Linked DNA regions of Mus musculus: region 2 is linked to region 1. The links are chromatin contacts, called in public Hi-C maps. All regions are on one chromosome and are shown on one strand. The core of a region is the stretch at or near the end of the contact, and the rest is flanking DNA. Distances in the headings are between cores, read along the strand shown. Region 1 overlaps Gm15802 (a long non-coding RNA gene). Region 2 holds the start of Igsf11 (immunoglobulin superfamily, member 11).

Evidence for each region. A called contact is a pair of places that touch in the nucleus more often than the background predicts.
Region 2: a contact with region 1 is called in a Hi-C map of the C2C12 cell line, with 2.8 times the contacts expected there. The contact joins the promoter of Igsf11 here to the enhancer-like site in region 1. A contact is called at or near these places in 4 of 39 promoter capture datasets (cranial neural crest, hippocampal neurons, liver and 1 more), 19 of 484 Hi-C or Micro-C datasets (the C2C12 cell line, Sertoli cells, cerebellum and 12 more), 3 of 115 datasets of contacts at active chromatin or transcription factors (extraembryonic endoderm stem cells, neural progenitor cells and trophoblast stem cells) and 1 of 9 other capture datasets (adipose tissue).

The regions. Positions count from the first base shown.
Region 1 is chr16:38,859,236-38,866,495 of GRCm38.p6, forward strand. All of the region lies in intron 3 of Gm15802 (a long non-coding RNA gene), which reads left to right. Among named protein-coding and RNA genes, the nearest start is that of Gm15802, 34 kb to the left of the region's middle. Within about 2 kb of position 5,281, at least 2 of the 459 cell types and tissues checked have an H3K27ac peak or open chromatin away from gene starts, as enhancers often do. A contact at or near this core is called in the C2C12 cell line, where this site is marked.
Region 2 is chr16:38,899,931-38,907,337 of GRCm38.p6, forward strand. Igsf11 (immunoglobulin superfamily, member 11) reads left to right here and starts at 2,415. Exons shown (of 7, transcript NM_170599.2): 1 at 2,415-2,629. The coding sequence starts at 2,578.

The sequences.
Region 1 (7,260 bases), core at 4,031-6,530:
CTCGCCCCTGGGAAGGAGGGGGACTGAAAGACAAGCACACCCAGTTTATTCTTCCCAAATCTACCTGTCAGATATGCCACTGTCTCCTCCGAGCTGAGAGAAGCCAGAGAAGTTGCTTCTTAGGGAGGAAAAAAATCTTCAAGTGATCGAGGTACATCTATCAGAAGGTGCCTGGTGGCTGTGCTTCTGTCTTTCACAAACATGTCTGTACCAGAAAAGATTTGAGGCTGCTAGTGGGTCATCTCTATTATTTGGGTTTTGTGGTTTGCGGGAATATGCTATATGATTTAACTTTTACATAAACGTCTTGTGTTTTTGCTTTTGACTTTGCTATCTAGTTGTTTGGGTTTTGTTGGTTTTGTTTTAATTTTCATTTTTTCTGATTCAGTAGAGATTCTAAAACCTGGGAGAACTCTGTTTGCACAGCCCATCTTTCTGGCATCTAACTCTTTCATCATTAGCTTGGCTGGCACACCCCCTACCACACTCTGTATCCAATGAGAAAAATTTCCAGGATGCTCCAGCTTTATACGAACAGCCCTTAAAGCCTCGTAAGATTATTTTCTGATTGTATTTAGACAGCCTTCTGGTCCTAATTTTATTTCTCTCTCAGAAGGTGATCATGTTGATTAGCTGATGAATAAATGCCCTTGGATATTCTATCTCTCGCTATGAATTATTTATTTATCCACTTCACGTTAACCCTTCTTTGGGTCTTGCTGTTTATGTCAGAAACTATGAGTCAGCGCACAAGAGTCAAGGGTACTGAATGAGTTGTAGACTCTGAGCCAGAGGACCTCCCAGTCGTTCAGAACCACCCTTCTCTCATAAGATGTCGGACCCCAGAAAACGACCACCGCTAAAGACAAGAAACCTGGGTTTTAACTATCAAGGCCGCGGACATGTTGAGTCAGCTTCTTGGGGGTTAAAGGAATAAAGTGCTGCTGCTGAGTTCCAAGTTTGGGGGAAAAAGAGATGAGTGCTTAGAGATGACTAACAATAAGTGAAAGAACCTGAGAAAAAAATGGAGCAAGAAGATGAACAGAGAGTGGAAGAGAGACAATGGAGAATGACCTGAGAGATGCAGAACATCTCAGCCTGGGGCTTCATCAAGGGCCTCAGACAGCGGGTGGCACGATGCACCTCGTTCTTTGAATCTTTGTGCAGTCAATCACTGTACCTTCTCAGCAGCCAAGTGGCACAAACAACATTGCCATAAAAATTAGTACGTAAAAAAAAAATACACAAATCCTAAACTTCCTAGATAATACTTTTAGCAGGAAAAAAATCATTAATGTATTGATAGACTTTGGTCTGCAGGGAAACAAACAGTTAAAGTGGGATAAAAAGCAAGTGCCACCCTAGGTATGGTCTGACATCCCTTAAAGATGCAAATTAAGCGGAGACTCTGAAATGCTACTTAGGAAAGTTACAATTAGCCGCAGTAATAATTGTGCTCTTTGGTTCTTGCTTTGTTTTACAGTGACTCTAATTAAAGGCCTAGTGATGTCGGAAAGTCACATTAATTATTCATCTGCAAACATTTACATAGACTTCCCTGTTCCCCTTCAATAAATTATCAACTTCACATCTCCATAATTTAATCAAAATGACTAAAAATATACCATCTCAAGCAACGGCTCCTCCTCGCTGGTCTTTGTCTCTTCAGTGTTATTTGTGAGGAGAGAAGACCTCCGACTTTTAACAAGAAAGGAGAGAAGAGAAAGCTGGCTCTGGAAAATTGTGGAGACAGTACTTGCTTTTTTTCCCACACTGTCATATTGATTGGTAGAAGGCTGTAGTTTGCAAATGTCTAATTTTTTTTTTTCTTGAGCAAGATGAGAGGTGCCACAGAATTGTGTTATTATTAAAACCTGAATGCTGCTGTGAGTATTAATAGAAACAGAATAGTTAAGAATACAGGGACAAGGCTCCCCATGGTGATTCCTTATGAGGGGAACTGAAGCTTCAACAGCTTTGCATTGAGAACCCGCAAAAATGGAAAGAAGTTCCCAGGGTTTACATGTGAGGCAGCAGGTCGAGAGAGTCTTAGCAAAGCTAGGAATTCAATTTAAGTGGGGAAGAATCTTATTACATGTTGGAACATCTTCTGGGTATATGCCCAGGAGTCCTGGGTATAGCTGGGTCCTCAGATAGTACTATGTCCAATTTTCTGAGGAGCCACCAAACTGATTTCCAGAGTGGTTGTACCAGTTTGCAATCCCACCAACAATGGAGGAGTGTTCCTGGAGCAAATATGGAGCTAAAGTGTAGAGCAGAGACTGAAGGAAAGACCATCCAGAGACTGTCCCACTTGGGGATTCATCCCATAAACAGTTACCAAAGCCAGACACAGTTGTAGATGCCAAGAAGTGCATGCTGAAAGGATCCTGATATGGCTGTCTCCTAAGAGGCCCTGCCAGAGCCTTACAAATATGGAGGCAGATGCTCACAGCCAACCATTGGACTGAGCTTGGGGTCCCTAATAGAGGAGTTAGAGAAGGGACTGAAGGGATTTGCAAGCCCATAGGAAGAACAATATCAACCAACTAGACCTTCTAGAGCTCCCAGGGACTAAGCCATCAAACAAAGAGTACACATGGCTCCAGCTGCATATATAGCAGAGGATGGCCTTGTCATGCATCAATGGGAGGAGAGGTCCTTGGTCCTATGAAGGCTTGATAGATGCCTCAGAGTAGGGGAATCAAGGGTGGGGAAGTGGAAGTGGGTGGGTGGAGGAACACCCTCATAGAAGCAGGGGGAGGGAGGATGGGATAGGGGGTTTCCGGGAGGAGGGGAAACCAGGAAAGGGGATAACATTTGAAATGTGAATAAAGAAAATATCCAATAAAAAAAAGTAAAAAAAAAAGAGAAAGAATCTAAGGAAACAAATGTTCAATTCAATGGATTAAGTAGTTACTTAGTTGGTCTATAACTCTTAAACATGAGCTGGCATCCAGGCAGTCAAACCCAAGGACTCCTGACCCGAAGGGTGGTAATGGGGAAAATGCACACTTTGGAGGCAGCTGTACTCAAGCTCAAATCTCAATTTTGATTTTCAATAGTTTCTGACCTGTTTTAAAAGTCTTATTAAACTTGATAATGTTCTTGGTTGAGGATCATTGACTGCAAGGTACAGTGGCCTCTTCAGAATAAATACAGTGAGCTTGCTGTAAGGAACACAAGAGCCAGGCATTGTGGAGAAGGACAGACTGCAGACAGCTTTCCATCTTTGCAAGTGTTCTAGAGCATCTTAATTCTGATTCCTGTAAAAAAAATTGTATTTTCTGAAGGGTTGCAAAACTAGCTAACTAGCTAGCTAACTAACTAACAAAAAAAAATCTTGTGTTTATAATTCAAAAGACTTAAAACTCTTTAAATGGTAATACTCCCCAGTTGACTTAGAATCCCAGCCCACTCTCTCAAAAGTCTGTTTTGGGGACAGAAATCAACAAGTGGGTCCTAGAATCCATACAAATATCCCAGAGACCCAGGATAACCAATGAAACCCTGAAAAAGAGAGTGCCCTAATGGATTTCACAGTTTCCTATAAAGTTATAAGGACCAAGCTGGAGTGGATCTGGCATGGAGACAGACATTTAAAATGTGCACATACATGTGGTCTAATTCTTTATCAAGCTGCCAAATGTTAGCTAGAGAAAGAATAGTCTTTAAAGAGAGCCTCTCACAGCTGGGATAGCACCATGCACAGCAATGGCACTAGACTCCTATGCCACAACACATGCAAAGATTAACCTGTGGATAAGGGTCCTATCTCAGAAAGTAAAAGCTCTAAAACTCAGGTCAAGAAGTCCATGTTCTCATGAACTCAGATTAGAGGGTGCTTCTTCTCCCCAGCTTTTCTCTTTTCTCCTCCTCCCTCTTGTTTCTTTCAGTTATTGAATAGCCAAGGATGGCCTTGAACTTTTAACTACAACACCAAAAGTGCAGGCATCAAAAGAAATAATAGATAAGTTGTCTACACCAGGACTAAAAGTATTTGTGGGTTGTTTTGTGTTCCTATAGACTGAATTCTAGTCTCCATGCTTACTGAGCATACGTACTACCTGAGTCACACTCCCTTTCAACTACATCAACAGATAGTATGGAGCAAATGAAAAGATAACCCACAATACATGGGGAGATTATTTGCAAATCATTTAGCTGATAAGGCCCGATATCCAGAATATATCAAGAGTTGCTGTGACTACATATGATAAAAGGACCTGGAAAGACAACCCAATTAAAAATTTGGCAAAGGACAGGAATAAGATAACAATAATAATAATGATAATGATAACAATAATAATAATAATAATAATAATTTCTCCAAAGATGTGGAAACTTCCAGAAAGTATTTTAAAAGATGCCCAGTGTCATAGGAATCAGGATAAGGGAAAGTTAAAGCCATAGAGAAACATCACCTAGGCCAGGAAAGCTACAACCAGGGTGGTTCTAAGTGGCTTCGGAAGATGGAGAGATGAGAACTCTTACACATGACTAGTGGAATGTGAGATAGGACTGTTGTTTTAGCTTAGTCTGGCACAGAGTGTGTTCTTTTAGTGTGAAGTGTCCTATGAAGCCAACTCTATAAATAAAATAGGTTAGTGGTTATCTGGGGATAAGAGGTAGTTCGAGAAAGGCAAGTGACTGCCGATGAATGTGAGGTTAATTTGGGGGCGAGGAAAATGTTCTGATTCATTGTGGTGACAGTCGTACAACTCTACAAATATGGTCAAGCCCGTTTGTCATACATTTTAATTGAATGTATCATGATGGTTGAAGAGTATCTTAATACAACTTTTTAAAAAAAAATAAAATCTTCTGACTTATGACTGCATAGGGTAGGGCTTTTTCATGCTGTGAATGGTTAGTGCTAATTATCGACTTGACTGGCTCTAGAATTACCTGGGAGATCAGTCTGTGGGGGATTATCTTGATTAATTGATGTAGAAAGATAGGACCACCAACTACCAAAAGTACCTACCCAGATTCTCTTTTATTGTGTGGTTTTACTTCTTATAAGATGGAAAGAGCCATGCTTGTACTTAGCACCTGCTGCAGTTCCTCAAAGCACAGTCATCCAGGAGAGCAGCGTGACAGAGCTTGTGCTACTCAAATTGGTCTTGACGTGTCTGTATGTCTTGGGATCGTAAGAATTCTCCCAGGCTTATGGACTTGACAACATGTTAAACTCATTTTTCTCTCAACATCTTCCAGGCCAGGGAAAGTTTCCTCCTCCCAGAGAACTGTGAAATGACAGTGATGAACTGGAAGTCGTGGAGTGACTCACTGTGATTGTGAGCCTCTCGGGCGGGCTTCATGTCCATGGACAGCTGAAGCCCATAGGGTGGGGTTTCTCCTCACTATAACCTAGTGTTGGAACACAAAATGCCTCTCTTAAAACAGTGAAATATCTATGTGCACAAAAGCCTAGCAAATGACAAGGCAGTCTATGGGAAATGCTGTGTAAATTCTGTAGCCTCAGTTTTGAAGTTCTGATAGAAAGTGCAACTATTTAATTCACGTCATTGAATTTGACTTTGATAGTAAGATTAAAGTTAACCAGATAGTGTGCAGTTTTGCTCAGCTTCATTGATGACAGAAAACAGATTATGGCACCAATTGCTCTGTCAGAACCATATATGGAGAAATCTGTATCCCTCATAAGTTTTTTTAAAAATTTATTTACATTTCAAGTATTACCCCCTAACCCAGTTTTCCCCCTCCCAGAAATCCCTTATCCCATCCCCCTACCCCCTGCTTCCACCCACCCTCCCACCCACTCTCGCTTTCCCACCCTCAATTCCCCTACACTGGGGCATATATTGAGCTTTTATAAGACCAAGGACCTTTCCTTCCATTGATGCCTGACAAGGCAGTCCTTTTCTGCATAAGCAGCTGGGGCCATGTGTAGTCCTTGGTTACATCCTGTATAACTTATCACAGTATAAAATCTACTTAGTAGCTTTAAGTGTCATATGTCAAATTATACCAAACATTTACAGTAGCCAAATAATTAAGGGGCTACTGTGGAGGCTTTTATATTCATGGCTTTTTTTTAAAAGATTGTATTTAATTGTTTTTACTTAGGTGTATGTGCATGTGCATGTGTGTATCCACAGAGGAAGGTGTCAGATCTTGAGCTGAAGTAACAGGTGCTTGTGAGCTGCTAGACTTGGGTGCTGGGAACTGAACTGTGGTTCTTCATGAGTATAGCCAGCATCCTTAACTGCTGAGCCTCATCATGGCTCATTCCTAATGGCTACTTTAAGACCCCAAACCACTTAATACAATAGACATGAATGGAAAGAGGACTGGATTTGAGTGGATTTGTATCAAGCTTCCCATTATTAGCACAATAATGTCCTGTGTCCTTTGGATATATCACTACCCTTTAAACAGCTAGCAGACTAGTTCCATGAACTTCTAAATCATCAAACGGTATGATAAAGTATAGATTATATTATATTATTATAGTAGATATATACACACACATAATGGCTGACACAAATAAGATGACTTTTAAACAATAGCAATGTGTGTCTGAACTCACCTTTGGGATACAGATGTTTGCTTATTCTTAGAGCCCAGGTCACATTACTGTGTCCACACCAACTTTTCTAGCTCTCTCTATGACTTTGACAATGTAATGGTGATGGGGCTTTGAGTTTCCTTTATCTCTTCAGACCTTAATGGCAGCAATCATCTCATAGATCAAGTGCATTACCAGGAGACTGTAAGTAGGGGACAATTTCATTGTGACATACATAAGATCCATCATTCAATGTAAGGATTTTCTGTGGTTAGAAGCTAGTGAGGAGTCATCGTCACCCATGTGTCCTCCATTCTGGGGTGAGGGGAAAGTATGTGGGTTCACTGTTGGGCATGCCCATTGGGTGCTGGGCTTTAGGGAAGTGGCAAGACACCAATCAGGGATTCACAAAATGCAGTGTGAGATGTAGGAAGCCAAAGCCAGTATTACTCCTGAGAATCTAGTTGCCACTAGAAAGCCACACAGAGAAGTCAGAAACTAAGTACTGGGGGTCCACAGGGCTTTGGACTGGAATGTGGCCAGGGCCATTGGGGGCCCTCAGGCTGAGCCCTGGGCTGGGGCTGGGAGCTCCAGTTTAGCTCATCTGTGAAGGTAGCAGCAGTTGTATGGAAGTACAGAGAGGCCTTCTATGAAAGACTTAGGTAATGTGGCTCTGTGTGCAAAGACCTTCTCCATGCTCCCCAACAGTAGTTTGGAGGAAGAGA
Region 2 (7,407 bases), core at 1,165-3,664, 38 kb after region 1:
AGCCTGTGTTCTGCTGGCGACAGCTTTCCAGCCTGTTTTCTTCTGTTCTGCATTCTTTCTCTCTGATCTGCTTTCTCTCAAGATCTCTATACAGCTTTCTCTCTATGCTCTGCTTGAGACAGCTCTGTAAGCAGTTATCTCTTAGTATGCTAAAAAACTTTTTCTGGATAGATCATCTCCTGCAGATCATAAGCCCAGTCTTTTATCTTGCATACCAATCCAGTCATTGACTCCAGGTTCCCTTTTGATCATCCTGTGACTCAGGGTCCTGTGACTCCAGCCACTTAATTCTTAGCAAACACACATTTTCTTTTAACATTGCGAAAGAAATCAGAGATCTGCCTGCCTCTGTTCAGCACATACTGAAAAGCTAGCTGGGTGAGATGCTGTCTTGAAGTTACCCATTTCTAGCACACTTGGACCTAAATTTGTTCTGTCTCAGGCTGATCCTGGACTCAGGAATCTGCCTACATTTGTATCTGCCTGTCTTAGTATCTTTCTGACAAGCTGGCTCATGCTGTAGCTGCCTCTGTCCCTTTAGATCTGCAAAGCCCCTTATACAATTCATATTGCATTGTTATATTTTTGCATAGTTGAGAAATTACATATTTTCTAATCCATGTTTTTAAGAGTCTTTTCCCACAGCCTGAAGGGTCCAGTTTTTATCATTTTGCTAAGACATTAGCTATACCTTTGCCTCCTTGACTCTCGATGTCTCTGGTTATCATGGAGTCATTAATGTTAACAGGAAGGACATTACTTAAAGGAGGAACATAAAATTTGTACATTATTATACATTCAAGCCCCAGGCTCACAGCAGCCACCGACACTGGTGCCTGGTGGCCCTGTCCTAGGGGCAGGAACCTTGTCATTCTGCCCCCACCAAGGCCATGCTGGACCGGCAGTTGTATACACACCACATGTGAGCCTGGTTCTTTCAGAGGTCAGAAGAGGACACTGGATCACAGATGGTTGTGAGCCACCACGTGGGTACTGGGAACAGAACTCGGGTCTTCTGCAAAAACCAAGTGTTCCTCTCTCAGTGCTCTAGTGATTGGCATTTTAAAACTTCTCCTTTTTTTCTTCTTCTTCAAAATATAACATTTCAATATTTAAATTAGTTTTATAATTCTACTTTCTTGATATTTTTGTTTTTCCTACACAGCCTTAAATCATTGTGCAAATATACTTCTCTTTAAAACATTGTTTTCTACATTTGCCATGCTCCTGAGTATACTATTGTTTCTGAGTTGTCCTGGCAAAATTGGTTCTGTGAGGTGTCGGGGTTCAGAATTCTGAAGGGCTACAGGAGTTCTAATCTAAGCTGTTCAGAATCTGATCTCATGTCTGGGAGGTTCATGGGCAGGTAGGTCCTCAAAACTCCAAGGCTCAGTGTGGGTGTGGAAGCAGAAAATGACTTCGGGCTGTAGGAGGAAACAGAAACTAAATTGGGAAAGGATGGGTGGGTAATGCTGTTCAAATAAGTAAAAGCATTTCAAATGTTATGAAGGCCTCTTCAGTCTAACCAGAGCAAACAAGCAAAAGGTAAAAACATCCATCGAAGACACAGGTGCCACAGTCAAGGCAAGACAGTACTCGGTGTTAAAAAGCAGTCTAAGGAAACGTGAGCTTGGTGAGGAATCACTTAAGACATTGGAAGATGACAAGCATGGCTGCAGGCCTGTAATCCCAGGGCTTGGGAGGCTTAGATGGAAAGGTCAGGCATTTTAGATCATCCTGGTTTTAATTGAAATAGCATTACATCACTTTTGTCTTTCCTTTGGTCTCTTCCCTCCATCTCTTCCCAGCCATACCCTCTTTTAAAACTCCTCCCGTGTTCTCCCCATTCTCAAGTTATTAACCTCTTTTTTAGTTACACATGCCTGTGTATGCATATCTATCTGTCTGCCCATCCATCCATCCATCCATCCATCCATCCATCCATCCATCTATGGAGATGCAATCCGGTTTTTTGTTGTTTGTATATGGTTTCAGGGCTGACGACTCTGCACTGGACTACAATAAGGGAACTCATCCCTTGGACAGGTTAACTTTCCTAAAGGTCTTCCTGTCTTCTAAAAGACTCCTAAGGTTCTTTCAGATAGATTAAATGGTTTTCAGGAGAGACTAAAATGGTCAGAGTAGGGACTGTTTGAAAACTTCAGCCAAGAAAGACGAGTTGGATCTGAGGGAAGCCACTTTGGGGTTTTAGGTTCAACCTGTCCTTGCAGGTTTCATGGGGACCAGAGCAGGTGGCCTGGCCGCGCCAGCCTTGAGTTCTGTGCATTCTGCGGCTGGCCACTAGGCGTCGCACTGGAGTCGCGGTTGCCCTGGAGACCGCTCGGCGAGTGGGCAGGCGGTGCCGAGCCCCCGGCTGGGGAAGAGCTGGCGGGAGCTGGGGGGAGTGGCTGCGGCGGCTGGTGGTGGCCGCGGCGGCCGGCGAGCCCGGGACGCCCGAGCCTGCCCCGAGCCTCGGCGGAGCGGAGTGGCCTCGGCGCTCCCGTGTCCCGCTTGGTCCCACGCTGCACCCCGCCGCCCAGGAGCCCGGCGGACGGCGGCTCCCCCGGCGGCTCCGGCATGACTCGGCGGCGCTCCGCTCCGGCGTCCTGGCTGCTCGTGTCGCTGCTCGGTGAGTAACTCAGCTTGTCCTGCCGCCTCGGGGGACCGAGCCCGCTGGTGCCCGCAGGGCCTGGGAACCGGCTGCCCCGGGGCGGTAGCGGAGGCCCGCGTCTGCCAGGTGTCCCCAAGCGCTGTAACCCCAGCGCCGCTCCCCGCCGCCACTTCCCGGAACGAACTCCCGCTGCCAGTCCACTTAGAAATAGTGTTAGAGTCGCCTGCCCTTACTAGAGGGCTCCAGGAAAACTTTGTAGCTTTACCACAGCCTTGAAGGAGTTTGCGATATTAAAAGAATTAAATTGATTAAAAGTTTTTTTTTTCAGATTTAAAGTTGTAACTTCATTATAACCTTTAAAACATATGCAGGGGTAAACATTTCACTTTATTAAAAAAACAAACAACAACAACAACAAAAACCCAAACGCTCGATTACATCCGAAAGCAAAGTTTATTTACACTTCGTTTTGTAACCAGAAGGGTCTAAGTTGCCTTATAAAAATACATAGAATGTAGCAATATGAGCAAGCGCTTGAAAACAGTTGGTTATTCAAATTTGATTTCTTAAGTTTTTCTTAACGTTTTGTTTTCCCCCCAGTAATCATCATAGGCAGGCTCTGAATGTCCTTTTCTACAATCCTGCCTTTGTGTGTGCATTGTTCTGTGGAATCAAGTTTTCTGACTCAGTAATTGGTTGCTGAGGTTTGCTGAAATTTGTCCAGAAGGCTTCTCTTTAAGAAGCTAGTGCAGTGATGGAGTGTGCTGTGGTTAATTCTATTTCTCTCTAGACATCTTTGTAGGTCTCCAGTCATTTTTATGGCCTTACTTGAATAAACGATGTTTTAATCTTGATGTAACCCAGTTTTAGGTCGTTCACCTGGTATAGGAGAAAGCATAGCAAACTGGCCTGTTACCGTCCATGACGATACCAGGGACCGTGTTCTGACGTCTTGAAGTTCAGTAGGCATATTTTTTAGTGACACTATACACGTAGTGAGGTCACATACCAAAGTGTGCATTTATGCGCTTGAGCTTCCAAACTGAGTTTGTCATTCACTGCTTTCAGCAGGCCTGTGTCTTCCTGTCCTTCTGTCAAAGGTGAAATAAGCGAATTCATAGATGTTCCTCATAATCCTTGAACACAGCTGAAATGCTGTAAACGTTGCTGTAATAACAGCTCCAAATGGTTTTGATAGAAAGATCTGTCGTTAAACTAAGTTGGAAAATCTGTCATGAAACTTAGTTGGCCGATAGAGTTTGTGTTTTGAATTTATTAGGCAGTACTTTTAAAAAGGTGATTTTGTTTCTAGGATCACTCATAGGCAGACACCTGATTTATGCCTTTGCTTTGGGTTGGAAGGATTTCTACTCAATACTAGACTGATTCTGAGGACTTCCAAGGTTGTTCCCGTCTTTGAGATGGTCTGTTCTGTAGAGCCACTTTTAACTCTCAAAAAACGTGTTCCTCTGTTCGGCAGATATTTCCTTTGCTACCACTGGGTGCACTTGGGCATCAGGTGGGTGGGTGGGGCAGGGAGACAGTGGGAGGATATGTCTGTAGCCCTAATGGGATCTTCTTAAGATCTTAAATATCAGCATGCCCAAACACTTGATGGTACAACAAATAAATGTTGAGTCGCATTTGCCAGCGGCATCAAGGAATATTTATTTCACGGCAAAGTGAGCTTTCGATCTGGACTTGGCCTAGAATTTAGATTATCTAAATGGAGGATGGTTGGGCCTTCATAGCTCAAGAAACATTGGAGCTGAAGTATATTTGAACGGAGAGTGTGTGTGGGCGGGTTCTAATGAGAGGGCAGATCTCTAACTGGAGGGGCAGAGAAAAGGCGGAGGGGAGGGGTGGGGGGAGGGAGGGCAAGCTGAGTTAGGGCTTTGTCTTGAGAAAGGCCACAGAGCTGTTTCCCCACAGGCCCAGGGGAGGCTGTGCTGAGAGAGAGTGGGGTGGTTCTATTTTGCAGTGCCCAGGAGAAAGTTGTGTCCTCCTTGAATTCTTGACCCAGACAGCGGCAGCGTCGCTTTGACTGGGTTGCGGTGTGTCTTTAGAACTTCTGTGACATCGATTCTGTTCCAAAGTGGGAAAAGTTGGATTCTGTTTGAGTGACCAACAGCGGTAATGGGGGAACAATGCACCAGAAATATAAACATCTCTTCAGTAAAAGAAAGACAAGCATATTGCTGTTATTTTTTGTTCAGTTTCTGTGAAATAAGTTTGTAGGGAATTTGTATAGAAAAGTTTACTACTGTGCAATTCCACCAATGGCTTAGACGAGTTTAAATGAGTCAGGTAAGGCCACATTTGCCTTTAATCCCAGCACCCAAGAGGCAGAGGCAGGTGAATCTCAGTGAGTTGAAGGCTAACCTCAGCTACAGAGTGAGTGCCAGGCCAGCCAGGGATACATAATAAGGCTCTCTCAACAAATAAACAGAAGAGTATCTGAAATACTTCTTTTATTGGCCGTTCTTTGAAAGAGCAGGTAATTTCACAGAATTTGAGGAAGTGTGTTAAAAAAAAAAAAGGCCGTATCCAAAAGAAAAAGTCACGAAATATTTTATCGTTGTTATTTTGAGAAGCTGACTATAAATTTCAATTTCCCAGCTTTAAAATTTGATGTGCAACTGTTTTTGGAAGGCCTCACTTTTTTTTTTTAAGTCAAAATCTGTAGCTTGGCCATCTTGAGAGAGACAGCGTGTGAAGAGTTCAGAGAGGATCAGCTTACTCAGCATACAGGACTCAGTTTAAACACCCAGTCATCCGGAGCTTTTACAGTGTTCTGCTAAGTACTGTTGTCAGACCTCATGTGCGAGGCTGGAGACTCGTGTTTGGGCTTCTCCCCCCCTGGTAACAGTAAGTGGTATATCTTCAGACGCGTTTTCACACTTCAGGAGTGGAAACACCTATAACAGACATCCTCATTTGAATCTTCATACTCAAGCCATGTGACTCAGTGGCAAGGGAGGTAGGTGATGAGCTTGGGCCACAAGAGTCTAGTCACAGTCTAGTCGCTGCGGTGGGCGGCGGCGGCAGGAGGTGAGGGAGGGGGACTGGCTGAGTTGGTACAGAGTTGAGGGGTGGTTGCTTTCTCATTCACACTATCTCTAAGCCTGCTGTGGGGGTGTGCTCTGTAATTTGGTGCATCTGGGAGCTGAGACAGGAAGATTACAAGTTTGAAGCCCTGTTGGACTACATGAAGAGTTCTATGGTGGAACCCAGGCTGAATAATGAAGCACCCGTTCACTTTATTCTACACACCCCTCTAGGACCAGTTTATTTAAAATAAGGGCTCTAGATCAATTGTTACAGATAACAATTGGCTTCAACTTCCTCAGCTTTTATGTATGCTTGGCGTTTTGAAGAAGGGTCGTTGGATCCCTAACTTTGGGTCCTGCTGTAAGCACAGTGCCTGCGACTTTTCCCCCTTGGATGAGGACTGACTGGCACCAACAGGTCTCTGCCTGCACTCCAAGAACAGCACCCTTCCCCACCATCTGGAGGACGTCAAGTCCACTACTGAACACGCCTGTGATCTGCTTAGGACAGGCTGTCGCCTCCTGGGTGGGCCTCGGAAACCCACTGATTTGAAGTGTGTCACAAGAGTGGGAAGCTAATTAATCTATGTAATGGCTAAGCATCTTAAAACCATGCTGTTTTTCTTTCTGTGTAAGTCTGGGTGATTGACATCCCCTGTGCACGATTCCTGCGTGTGAGACCGACTGCAGCAGCGGTTTGCTTTTGCTGGAGAAAGGTGAAATCAGAGGGAGAAACAGGTTTTCTAATTTGCAGATGCGTCTTCTCCAGCTCACGGGCCGTCATCATGGACTGTGTAGATGCTAAGTCCTGTGGCTCCACACAACTCATTATAGGAAGAAGCAGATTGTAATAAACATCACTCAATTTGTAAGATTAGGTTAGGATCAAACCGATACAAATCTGCAAGTGAGGGAAGACAGCTTAATGAGTGCACTGGTTCAGCATCACTAACCTTTTGGGTCATTATTTCCCTCCATTATCTATTTATTCACTGTACATCCCGATGGCAGCCCCATTCTCTTTCTCCGCTCCTCCCAGCCCCACTCTCACAAAACCATCCTCCCACTACCCCTCAGAGATGGGGAAGCCCTCCCTGGGTACCACCTCGCCCTGAGACATCAAGTCGCAGCAAGACTAGGCACATCCTCTCCAACTGAGGCCCAACAAGGCCGTCCAGCTAGGGGAAGGGGATCCAATGGCAGGCTACAGGGTCATGGTAAGCCCTCATTCCAATTGTTAGAGGACCACATGAAGACCAAGCTGCACATCTATCTGCTACATATGTGCAGGGGGCCTAGGTTCAGCCCATGTATATTCTTCGGTTGGTGGTTCAGCCTCTGTGAGCCCCCTATGCACCCAGGACTCTGCGGGTCTTCTTGTGGTGGATCTTATCAGGAAGATAAACTGAACTATTAAAGGTGTACTTTCTTGAGAAATGTAAGGTTGTTTAAATTCTGGAAGCTCAGGAAATATGTGTAAGGGTTTGTAGAATAGGAACATGGCCGCCATGTTTTCACTGAGGGACCTAGGTACACAGGGTGAGAATGTGACACAGCTCGGCTAGTCCTAAGACTCATTAGTTTAATACTTTAAAAATCTGAAAACATAACAGTCTGTTAGAAATCCCAATCTGGAAACAAAAATGAGGTCCCTCATTTTTTGGGCTCTCTCAGCCCCTGCCCAAAGTCTCACGGCTCCTAGACTAGCGTTGCCTATGTAAAATTTACCTACCGCCTTCTCCCTAC